Regions from separate parts of the Mus musculus genome. Here regions 1 and 2 are each linked to region 3. The links are chromatin contacts, called in public Hi-C maps. All regions are on one chromosome and are shown on one strand. Each heading gives the region's core, a stretch centred on a gene start, on an enhancer-like site or on the middle of the called end of the contact. The rest is flanking DNA. Distances are from core to core; before and after follow the strand shown.

What was found. A called contact is a pair of places that touch in the nucleus more often than the background predicts.
Region 1: a Hi-C map of bone marrow-derived macrophages shows a contact between it and region 3, with 3 times the contacts expected there. The contact joins two enhancer-like sites. A contact is called at or near these places in 4 of 39 promoter capture datasets (the C10 cell line, hematopoietic stem and progenitor cells and liver), 9 of 484 Hi-C or Micro-C datasets (bone marrow-derived macrophages, centrocytes, embryonic fibroblasts and 2 more), 3 of 115 datasets of contacts at active chromatin or transcription factors (CD8 T cells, bone marrow-derived dendritic cells and intestinal villus epithelium) and 2 of 9 other capture datasets (adipose tissue and liver).
Region 2: a Hi-C map of the BV-2 cell line shows a contact between it and region 3, with 2.6 times the contacts expected there. The contact joins two enhancer-like sites. A contact is called at or near these places in 4 of 39 promoter capture datasets (the C10 cell line, hematopoietic stem and progenitor cells and liver), 16 of 484 Hi-C or Micro-C datasets (B cells, the BV-2 cell line, the CH12 cell line and 9 more) and 3 of 115 datasets of contacts at active chromatin or transcription factors (CD8 T cells, bone marrow-derived dendritic cells and intestinal villus epithelium).

What each region holds. Positions count from the first base shown.
Region 1 is chr2:127,982,076-127,985,234 of GRCm38.p6, forward strand. All of the region lies in intron 11 of Acoxl (acyl-Coenzyme A oxidase-like), which reads left to right. Among named protein-coding and RNA genes, the nearest start is that of Acoxl, 130 kb to the left of the region's middle. Within about 2 kb of position 1,391, at least 2 of the 459 cell types and tissues checked have an H3K27ac peak or open chromatin away from gene starts, as enhancers often do. A contact at or near this core is called in bone marrow-derived macrophages, where this site is marked.
Region 2 is chr2:128,007,415-128,010,489 of GRCm38.p6, forward strand. It overlaps Acoxl (acyl-Coenzyme A oxidase-like), which reads left to right. Exons shown (of 18, transcript NM_028765.3): 12 at 2,663-2,752. Among named protein-coding and RNA genes, the nearest start is that of Bcl2l11, 120 kb to the right of the region's middle. Within about 2 kb of position 1,492, at least 89 of the 459 cell types and tissues checked have an H3K27ac peak or open chromatin away from gene starts, as enhancers often do. A contact at or near this core is called in the BV-2 cell line and bone marrow-derived macrophages, where this site is marked.
Region 3 is chr2:127,889,314-127,892,490 of GRCm38.p6, forward strand. The region is part of intron 8 of Acoxl (acyl-Coenzyme A oxidase-like); the gene reads left to right. Among named protein-coding and RNA genes, the nearest start is that of Acoxl, 36 kb to the left of the region's middle. Within about 2 kb of position 1,513, at least 43 of the 459 cell types and tissues checked have an H3K27ac peak or open chromatin away from gene starts, as enhancers often do. A contact at or near this core is called in the BV-2 cell line and bone marrow-derived macrophages, where this site is marked.

The DNA.
Region 1 (3,159 bases), core at 141-2,640, 93 kb after region 3:
TATCTATTTTCTCTCATTCTTAGAACTTGAGATTGATTCATAAAACTTGTCCCCTTTCACCTTTCTGTGCGTTATTTTACTTCAGACAATTAAAGGATTTTGGAGTGTGTGTGCTTGTTCGTGTGTGTGCATGTAGAAGCCAGTGGTTGATGTTGGCTGCCTTCCTCAATCACCTTTTGTTAATGAGTTAAATTTCCTTTTGACACTTTTGATGGCTATGATACATCTAATTATTCTTACCCTTGCTGTCTTCTGTCTCCCGTCCATTACTGTCCATTCTGCCTCTTTCCTACAAACCCCTTTTCTACCTTTGTATCTTTTGTTTTGTTTTGTGACCCACTGAGTTTAAGCAAGGCTACCTGTAAAACTGTGGTTGCAGAACTATCCTTTAGAGCCCAGAAGGTATACAACTGAAGGCCATGATTTCTTCTTCCCCAACACCCATCAACAGCCAATAGTTTCCCCAGGGAGGGGGAGACCCTCTGAGTCCTTCCCATCCATGGATGACTGCTAAAAAACCCAGCTTTGTTCAGGCCCAGTGCAGGGGATCTCTGCTGCGGTGCGTTCATGAATTCTCTGTCACACTCAGAAAACAGTGTTTTGTAGCTCTTCTCTCCAACATTTGGCTCTTATACTCTTTCTCCCACCTCTTCTGGATAATCCCTGAGCCTGGATACATGATATAAATATTTAGGGCTGCATGCTCATCAGTCATAGCTAGAACAGCCATGTATCTCTTTCACTGCAAAGAGAAGCTTCTCTGATCCAGGCTTAGGGTGGTATATATCTATGCATATAAATGTAAATATTTAGAAGATAGTATTATGTGATGTCAACTTATGAAAACAGCAGCAGTGAGTCCTCCCGTCCCCACCCCAGGGCCTATGACCTTCTAGCCATGACTTTCTAAACAGGTTTAAAGTACCAATCATGAATTCTCTTCTTTGGCCTTAAGTCTATTCAGGTATCTGTCATTTACTCCTGTAACAGTCATGCCCCTATTGTTCCAGGGATTGCACTTGGCATGGCGGGTTGGAATTATGGCTTCAACTTTTCTCCTCTGGCAGCTTCTAGCACCTTCTAGCCAGCAGGAGGCATGCTAGCCAGGAGAAAGGGGGCTTCCAGTTAAGTTCCAGCTTCATTTCTCTATGTCCTGCCACCCACGTTTGTCCCACCTTATTTCTGGAGACTAGGTCTTTCTCTGAATATGGAGATCACTGATTTGGTAGACAGGCTGGTCAGTAAACTCCAGAAATCTACTTGCCTCTCCAGGGCTGGAATCACAGGGGCATTCACCACCCGCAGCTTTCTGCATGGGTGATGGGGATCTAAAGTTAGGTTCTCATGCTTGGACAGCAGACATTTACTGACTGAGTCATCATGACTTTTTATGGAGAAGTTGCCAGCCTTGGCCGTATGTCAGTCATATCCAAAGCACGAGTGCCCCACTGGCAGCTCCTTTGAGGGGATGACAAATGTGATGTCATGTCTAGTATGGGAGCAGGAAACTTGAAAAATTACATAGTGTGCTAAGATAGGAACCGTTCTGGCAATAATCTTTGCTGCTTCTCTCTTATCACCAGCAATCCTCCTAACCTTTGAGGCACTCCTCTTAACTTCTGGCTTTCATGTCTGGCACTAGTACTCAGCATGAGTGTTATCTAGGGAGGGCATGTTATTTCCTCAGTGAAACAATTTTTTTTAAAGATTTATTTATTTATTATATGTAGGTACACTGTAGCTGTCTTCAGACATTCCAGAAGAGGGAGTCAGATCTCCTTATGGATGGTTGTGAGCCACCATGTGGTTGCTGGGATTTGAACTCAGGACCTTCAGAAGAGCAGTTGGGTGCTTTTACACGCTGAGCCATCTCACCAGCCCCAACAATTTTTTTTATATATTTTTTCTTTATTTACATTTCAAATGTTATCCCATTTCCTTGTTTCCCCTCCAAAAAACCCTTATCCTTTCCTCCCCCTCCCCCTGCTCACCAACCCACCCACTCCCACTTCCTGATCCTGGCATTCCCCTACACTGGGGCATTGAGCTGGCACAGGACCAAGGGTCTCTTCTCCCATTGATGCTCCACAGGCCATCCTCTGCTACATATGCGGCTAGAGCCATAGGTCCCTTCATGTGTTCTCTTTGGTTGGTGGTTTGGTCCCTGGGAGCTCTGGGGGAATCTGATTGGTTCATATTGTTGTTCTTCCTATGGGGAAAACCCCTTCAGCTCCTTGGTTCCTTTCTCTAGCTCCACCATTGGGGACCCTGTGCTCAATCCAATGGTTGGCTGAGAGCATCCATCTCTATATTTGTCAGGCACTGGTGGAGCCTCTCAGGAGACAGCTATATCAGGCTCCTGACAGCAAGCACTTGTTGGTATCCACTATAGGGGTATGGGTTTGGTGACTGTATATGGGATGGATCCCCACCCCCTTCAGTGAAGCAATTTTAAAACCACATGCATTATGTTTCTTTTCCCAATTGCAAAAGCAATGCATCCTTTCTGTATATACCCACTGTAGATGTTTTTTGAAAATAAGAAAAGCACAGAGAAGGAAGGAAATAGATGCTACACCTGTGCTTCTAAGCAATGACACGTTTCTAAGCCACATTCTTTCTATGCACTGGTGTGTTTAAAGTTTTATAAGTTCTTGCCCCTGAGGCAGTAAGGACAATACTTCAGATTTCACGTATGCAGCAGTGTTAGTGTCTGGTAACATTTATGATGTATGTGTAACATAATTTAACTAACCAACTATGGTGGTTTGAAGATGTTTGGCCCATGGGAAGTGCTACTATTAGGAGGTGTGTCCATGTCAGAGGAAGTATGTCACTGTGGAGGCGGGCTTTGAGGGCTCCTACAGCTCAAGCTCTGCCCCATGTAGAAGAGCTAGTCTTCTCCTCGGGGCCTTCAGATCCAGATGCAGAATTCTCAGCTCTTGCTCCAGCACCATGTTTGCCTGATTCCTGCCATGGTGAAAATGGACTGAACCTCTGAAACTGTAAGCCAGCCCCAAGTAAATGTTGTCCATTATCAGAGTTGTCTTGGTCATGTTGGTCCCTTCGCAGCAATGGAAATACTAACTAAAATGCCAACCTTCAGTTATATAACAATCTATTATAAAAATATTCTAATACCTAACTTTGGTGCTAATT
Region 2 (3,075 bases), core at 242-2,741, 120 kb after region 3:
ATAGGGTTGCAGACCCCTTCAGCTCCTTGGGTACTTTCTCTAGCTCCTAAGATGAGGATCTTAAAGCCCACACCCAGTGACACACTTCCTCCAACAAGGCCACACCTCCAAATAGTGCCAATTCCTGGATCAAGCATATTCAAAACACCACAGAGAGGTTCCTAGTACCTTAACCCTCAGGAAATGCATACTCACCCTGAAAATCCCTTCCCACTCTCCAAGGTTTATATAGCCCTTATTCACCCCAAGTAAAATATATGTGCAAGCCATTTCAATAAATTCTGTCTAAAAGAGCTGTAACACTGAAATCCTTGTAGAAGGCCCCCTCTCCCCAGCCAAACCCACAGACCAAGAGCCTGCTGACGTACTGAACCACAACATTGGTTAAAGGTATAGAATTAGAGCTAGAAAAAGGAAGTGAATTTTTAAGAGATTAGTTAATAATGATACATTGTATTCTTCAAAAATGTAAAGAGTGTGGGTGTTATATGGTTTTACCATGGGAGTAATAACCACGTGAGGTGGTGTGTTTGTTAATTAGCATTGTTGTATCTCTGTGTGTATATACTTAAGAATAAGTTGTACATGATAAAATCATATGCTATCTGCCAATTTTAGAAGTGTGTTTAAAGGACTGGAGGGATGGCACAGTGGTTAAGAGCATTTGCTGCTCTTGTAGAGGACTGGAATTTGGTTCCCAGAACTCACATGGTGGCTTATAACTGCCTGTAACTCCAGTTCAAGGGGATCCAATGCCCTCTTCTGGCTTCCCTTGGTACCAGGCATGCATATGGTGCACATGGGGACATTCAGGCTAAGCAGTCATATACATAAAATAAAAGTAAATGCATTTTTAAGAAAGAAAGAATGAAGTCCCACTGAGGGTAGGGAGTTGTTTGGTTTGGTTAATGTTTTTAGGGCTGGGGTGGTGGCTCACTGTTCAGCACATTGTTCTTGAAGAGGGTACAGCTCCGGTTCTCAGCACCCATGTTGGGTGCCTCACAGCTGCCTGCAACTCCAGCTCCATGGGATCTAGTCTCTTCTGGCTTCTGTGGACACCTGCTGTGGTGTATACACACACACACACACACACACACACACACACACACACCAAACAAATTTTAAAAGGAAGGAAATTGAAATTAAAAAAAAGAAAAAAAAAGGAAGTAAGAAAGGAAAGGGAGGAATCAAATAAGAGAGGTGAGAAAAGGAGAAAAACAGGAAACAAGACTCTTGAAATAAAGGGGAAGAGGAAACGATACAAGAGTGTGTGTGTGCTGGGGCGTTGTAAAGTAAATGAACAGATAGGGGAACCCAGACAAGTGGGAATTTTGACTTATACAAAAAAGGAAGTGAGAAATGTAAAGCGTCTGAGGGTGAAGAGAAATCTGGGTGTGAGCCATGGGAAAAGGGAAGTGAGAACTGAGAGAGGGGGAGATCCGGTACAGTGGACACTCAGAGTACAGCGGATACAGAGGGTACAGCGGGTGGGAAAAGGGAAGTGAGAAGTGAGAACTGAGAGAGGGGTGATCCGGTACAGCGGACACTCAGGGTACAGCGGGTGGGAAAAGGGAAGTGAGAACTGAGGGGAAATTTGGTACATCGCTTAGGGCGGGTGCGGTGGGTGGGAGACGGGAAGTGAGAAATGTTAAAGCTATGGGGGAGGCAAGGAAGCCAGGTGTGAGCCATGGGAAAAGGGAAGTGAGAACTGAGAAATGAGAAAGGGGGTTATCCTGTACGGTGGGTATGGCCAGTATGGAGGATGGGAAAGGGGAAGTGAGGATGTAAGATAAATAAGGGGGAATCCAGATAAGCCAGAAATCTGAAATTTAAAAAAAAAAAAAAAGAGGAAATGAGAAATGTGAGAAAGGAAACAAACCAGATGAAAAAGGGAAGCAGGACAGAGGAGCGGCAGAGAGGCCTTGGCAGGAGAAAAGTTCCCAGGCCAGAGATATGCCACACTCCACTCACGTTGGCCTGGACCTGAACCTACGTGCTCCAGGGCCAGTTCTTTATGGGAGGAGACTGACAGCACTTAGGTAACTGTGAATTGCTACCTTAGAAATAGGATTTTAAGAAGTGAAAAAGAGGAAGAGGAAGTGGAGGAAGAGGAGGAAGGGAAGGGAGGAGAGGAGGGAAAGGAAGAGAAGGAAGGAGGCAGGGAAAGACAGGAGGAGGAAGCTAGAAAGTGTGAGTTGACAGAGCAGAGCAGTTGGTCAATGTAGAATTTTTAACCTGCCTTCCAGTACTCTTCAGCGTTTGGGGGGGGGGGTGGTTCAGGGTGGAGGGAGGCATTGTTCTCTTGCAGGAGTAAGCCACTAGTAGAATTCTGAAGAGTTTGAAAACAAAGCATATTGGTGTGATTAGTTGAAATCTTTTGGTTAAAAATGAAATAACCATTTGTCAATGTTTTATCAACAATGAAGACAATACCCAAAATTGTATGTGTGACCTCAAAGCTAATGTGATATATTGATAATATGATATAATGTGATATATTGAAATTATTCTGAGTAAGAGATACATTGTTACTTTTTTCCTCTTCAATGATCTGTGCTTTTAATTTTAAGGGAACTAATTTTCCCATGTAATGATGTCATTGCAAATTAAAACACTTTTTTCTTCTTTCTCTCCCTTCTCTCCTCCTCTTCCTCTGCAACAGGGTTACATGATGGAAACCAGAATCTCAGACCTGAAATGTGACACAGATGTGTTTGTAACCTTTGAAGGTGACAATGTGGTCATGCTTCAGGTAAGGGTTAGGACACAGTTATTCATTTTAAACAGCACACTTTTCAAGACCAAGAATTATCCAAAAAATCTGAAGTGTTTTGTACATTTTATCTTTATCTGATACCTTCATTTAATTGGCAGGTGTTTTCCTGTTAGGCAGTTGAACAGGGGATTGGGGTATTTGTCTTTTAGGTCATCTTTGATGTTTAAATATGTCTTTGTAGTTTTAGAAAACCACTAGCATGTACTAAGTCAGATTTTTATACTAGCAAAGCTATTCCAATAGAGTATTCAGGCCCTGAAGATAAAACGTGAAAAACAGAATGCTAAACTCCAAAGTAT
Region 3 (3,177 bases), core at 263-2,762:
AAAGCACGGTCTCAGTGAACATTAAGCTGCTTGGGCTGTATTATTCCTTTTCCGAGAGAGAGAGAGAGAGAGAGAGAGAGAGAGAGAGAGAGAGAGAGAGAAGAGAATGGTAGGGGGAGAGGGAGAAGAGAGCAGAATACCAGGACTTGCTCTGTGGGTGAGAATTCTGGTGGGATGATGGTTTTAGCGTAGATGGTCCTGGGATGGGAGATTGGGGTAAGGGTACATCTGTGTCAACTATGGCGTGGAACCTTCCCAGGACCAACCACCAGAGGGCAGCAAAGACCAATTTGCGGATTGTTTCCTGACTGCTTATTTGCTTTGCTTTGGGTGTCAGAAGTGGCTGGAATTTTGCCGTTGTCAGCGGTTTATTCGGCTTCTTATCAACCACAAGTGCTGACTTTAAAAGGGCAATGGTCACTGTGAGAGTGGGGGAGCCTCAGCTGTGTGATTGCTGGGCTCAAGATCAAGCTTGTAAATAAGCTATGGTTATTTTGATGACTCCAGGGCATAATTTGACTCATAAATGTCTCCTAAAATCAAATGAACCCAACAAAACCAAAGCCCGTTGTATCACTTTGGATGGGTATAAAAATGCTTACACATTGTCGTGTTGACTCTATGGCAATTGCTTATGTTTTTACAACAGAAACGTAAACATTTATCTTTATTTTGAGTCAGGGTCTTGCAATGTATCTCTGCCTGGCTTTGAACTCCCCTTATAGACCAGGTTGGCCTCTAACTCAGAGAGATATCCCTGCCTCTTCAGGCCAGTTACTGGGATTAAAGACATATATACCGCAATATTTATCTTTTAAAAGATTAATCTGCCGCACTTTCCTCCAAAGTGAGGAGCCAGAGCTCAGTACAGCTAGAGATAAGCTTGTGTGTTGAAAGTGTGTGGAAGAACTACCGTTTTGAGCGCAGTTCCTTTTATATGGGCCCAATTTGTTCCCTTTCAGCACTGCGATGATGATAGAGATGACCTGGTGCATACCCCACAGAGACTCAGAGTGTACCAAAGAAACTAGACCATTGAAAGGGAGCATCCAGGGTTACCCTGGCAAGGGGACAGGGGCAGGTGGTGGTCGGGATCCAGGGCTAGCACCTTATAGAAGGAAAGCCCTAGGGTATTGTGGGTTGGAAGGGACCTCGGAGATTGTGTTCTATACTAAGCCCCACTGCTCTCCATGGTTGGGATTGAATCTAAGAATTCCTACATGAAGAATACAAACTCGGTCGCTCAGCTGCGCCCCACCCCCTCTTTTATAGAAATATTTCCGAGTAAGGCCTCTTGATCCCTGGCAGAGTGACCTAGAGTTGGCATGCAGCCCATCTTTCTTGAGTCACACAGCTAGGTCGTGCTTACAGATAGATGGACACTCTCAGCGCCTGTGGTAGGAGTGGAGTTTTTCAGTGCTGAAGGAGAGGGAAGTCCTTGGGCGTTCCTCCCTGTTTGATGTGGCATAGGGAACTTTAGCTGCTGTGACTGTGCCAGCAGTTCAAGGATCAGCACTGCTTGTCAGTGAGTCATCAGAGGCCAAACAGGCCTCTGGGAACCCAGCCTTCTGAGGCTCCAGGTACAGCCACGGCAGCCATGGGGACTGGGACACATGGCTGTGGACTGTTTTTCAGATGTTCCTTGCTTGGGTCCTGCTAGGAAGGAAGCTGGCCTTCCTCAGCTCTGTGGCCCACTTACTTGGGACAGAGGGTATCTGGGCTACAGCTGTAGGGAGCTGCATTGTTTCATGGAGACTGTCACCTGTCACTGGGAATCATCGTCTGTGCCACCTGGAAGGTTGGACAATGACAACCGATGGCTGGCAGGTTTTCCTCAGTGTTTCTGCCTGAAGCCATTTCCATGTAAGATGGTCCCTGTGAAGGGGACTGTCCCTTTTCTTCACATTTCACTCTGTCATGTTTCTGTCCCTTGCTTTAGTAGATTCACAGAGAAAGGGATTGAAAGAGAAAAGCCACAACTGTGGCTGGCTTTTGTTGAGAGCTTCCTGTTAAGGGACAGCATTTGAAGCATGCTATGAGCAATCACAGTTCATCTCGGCAGTCCTGTAAGGTGGATATTCTCATGAGTCTTGTATTTAGTTGAGAAATGTTGTGATCTAAAACAACATAGCAGTTTGTCCAGGGTTTGTCAGGGCTCACAGTTCACTAGGGTCCAGTTCTTACCGTGCAGGCAGGGTAGTTTTCAGGTGATAAGTCTTTGAGTGTCTTGCATAAGCCCTAGCCACAGCTGCTCCTGGATCACTGTGTGGTATACAGTCATGTTTGCTTTGATTAACTGAGCTTAACCAAAGATTTAAAAATTGTCTACATTGAAAGTCATAGAGATTCTACCCAAACTGGAATTTGTCAGATGTCAGCTGGCTAGTGGCAGGGCCAGAATCTAGGCCTCCACCCCATCTAGTGGCTCTATAGTAGGCTGCTGGCTTTTTCTAAGAGTAGTACCTTTCCGTGGTCCCAAGCATCTGTGTGCCAGGAGGGCTAATGAAGGGCTGAGGCCCGAGGCTTCTTCATACAGATGTTCTTTTATGGGGAAAGGAGCCATTTATGGCAAACATTTATGGAAGGTGTCCAGAGGAATTTTAAAAAACTCAATCCACTGTAATAATTTTCTTTCTTTTTTTCTGTTTGTTTGTTTATTTGTTTTTCAAGACAGGGTTTCTCTGTGTAGCCCTGGCTGTCCTGGAACTCACTTTGTAGACCAGGCTGGCCTTGAACTCAGAAATCCACCTGCCTCTGCCTCCCAAGTGCTGGGACTAAAGGCATGCGCCACCACTGCCCGGCTTGTAATAATTTTCTATGCCTAGTCTACAATAAACTTTAATAGGTCAAAAAAGGTTTATCTCTCATTATAGATATTTAAAAATTCCCTGGGCCTTTTTAGTCAGACACCACAAAACTCTGAGGGGAGGAGCAAGATGAGAGTCTATGACTTGTTTGTGTTTCTGAATTTCTTGGTTTACTAATTCTAGGCATTTCTACAGCTCTGCTGTGAGTTCAGCTCAATTATGCAAAACACACCCTCATTTCCATTTCCCCATTTTCCTTTAGTTTCAGATTTTTACATCATTGCAAATCTGTATAAAACCTACCAGATTACCTACAAACATCCTGCGATCTCCCATTTCCTATCCTGATAACTCGATTTCTTGATTTTAT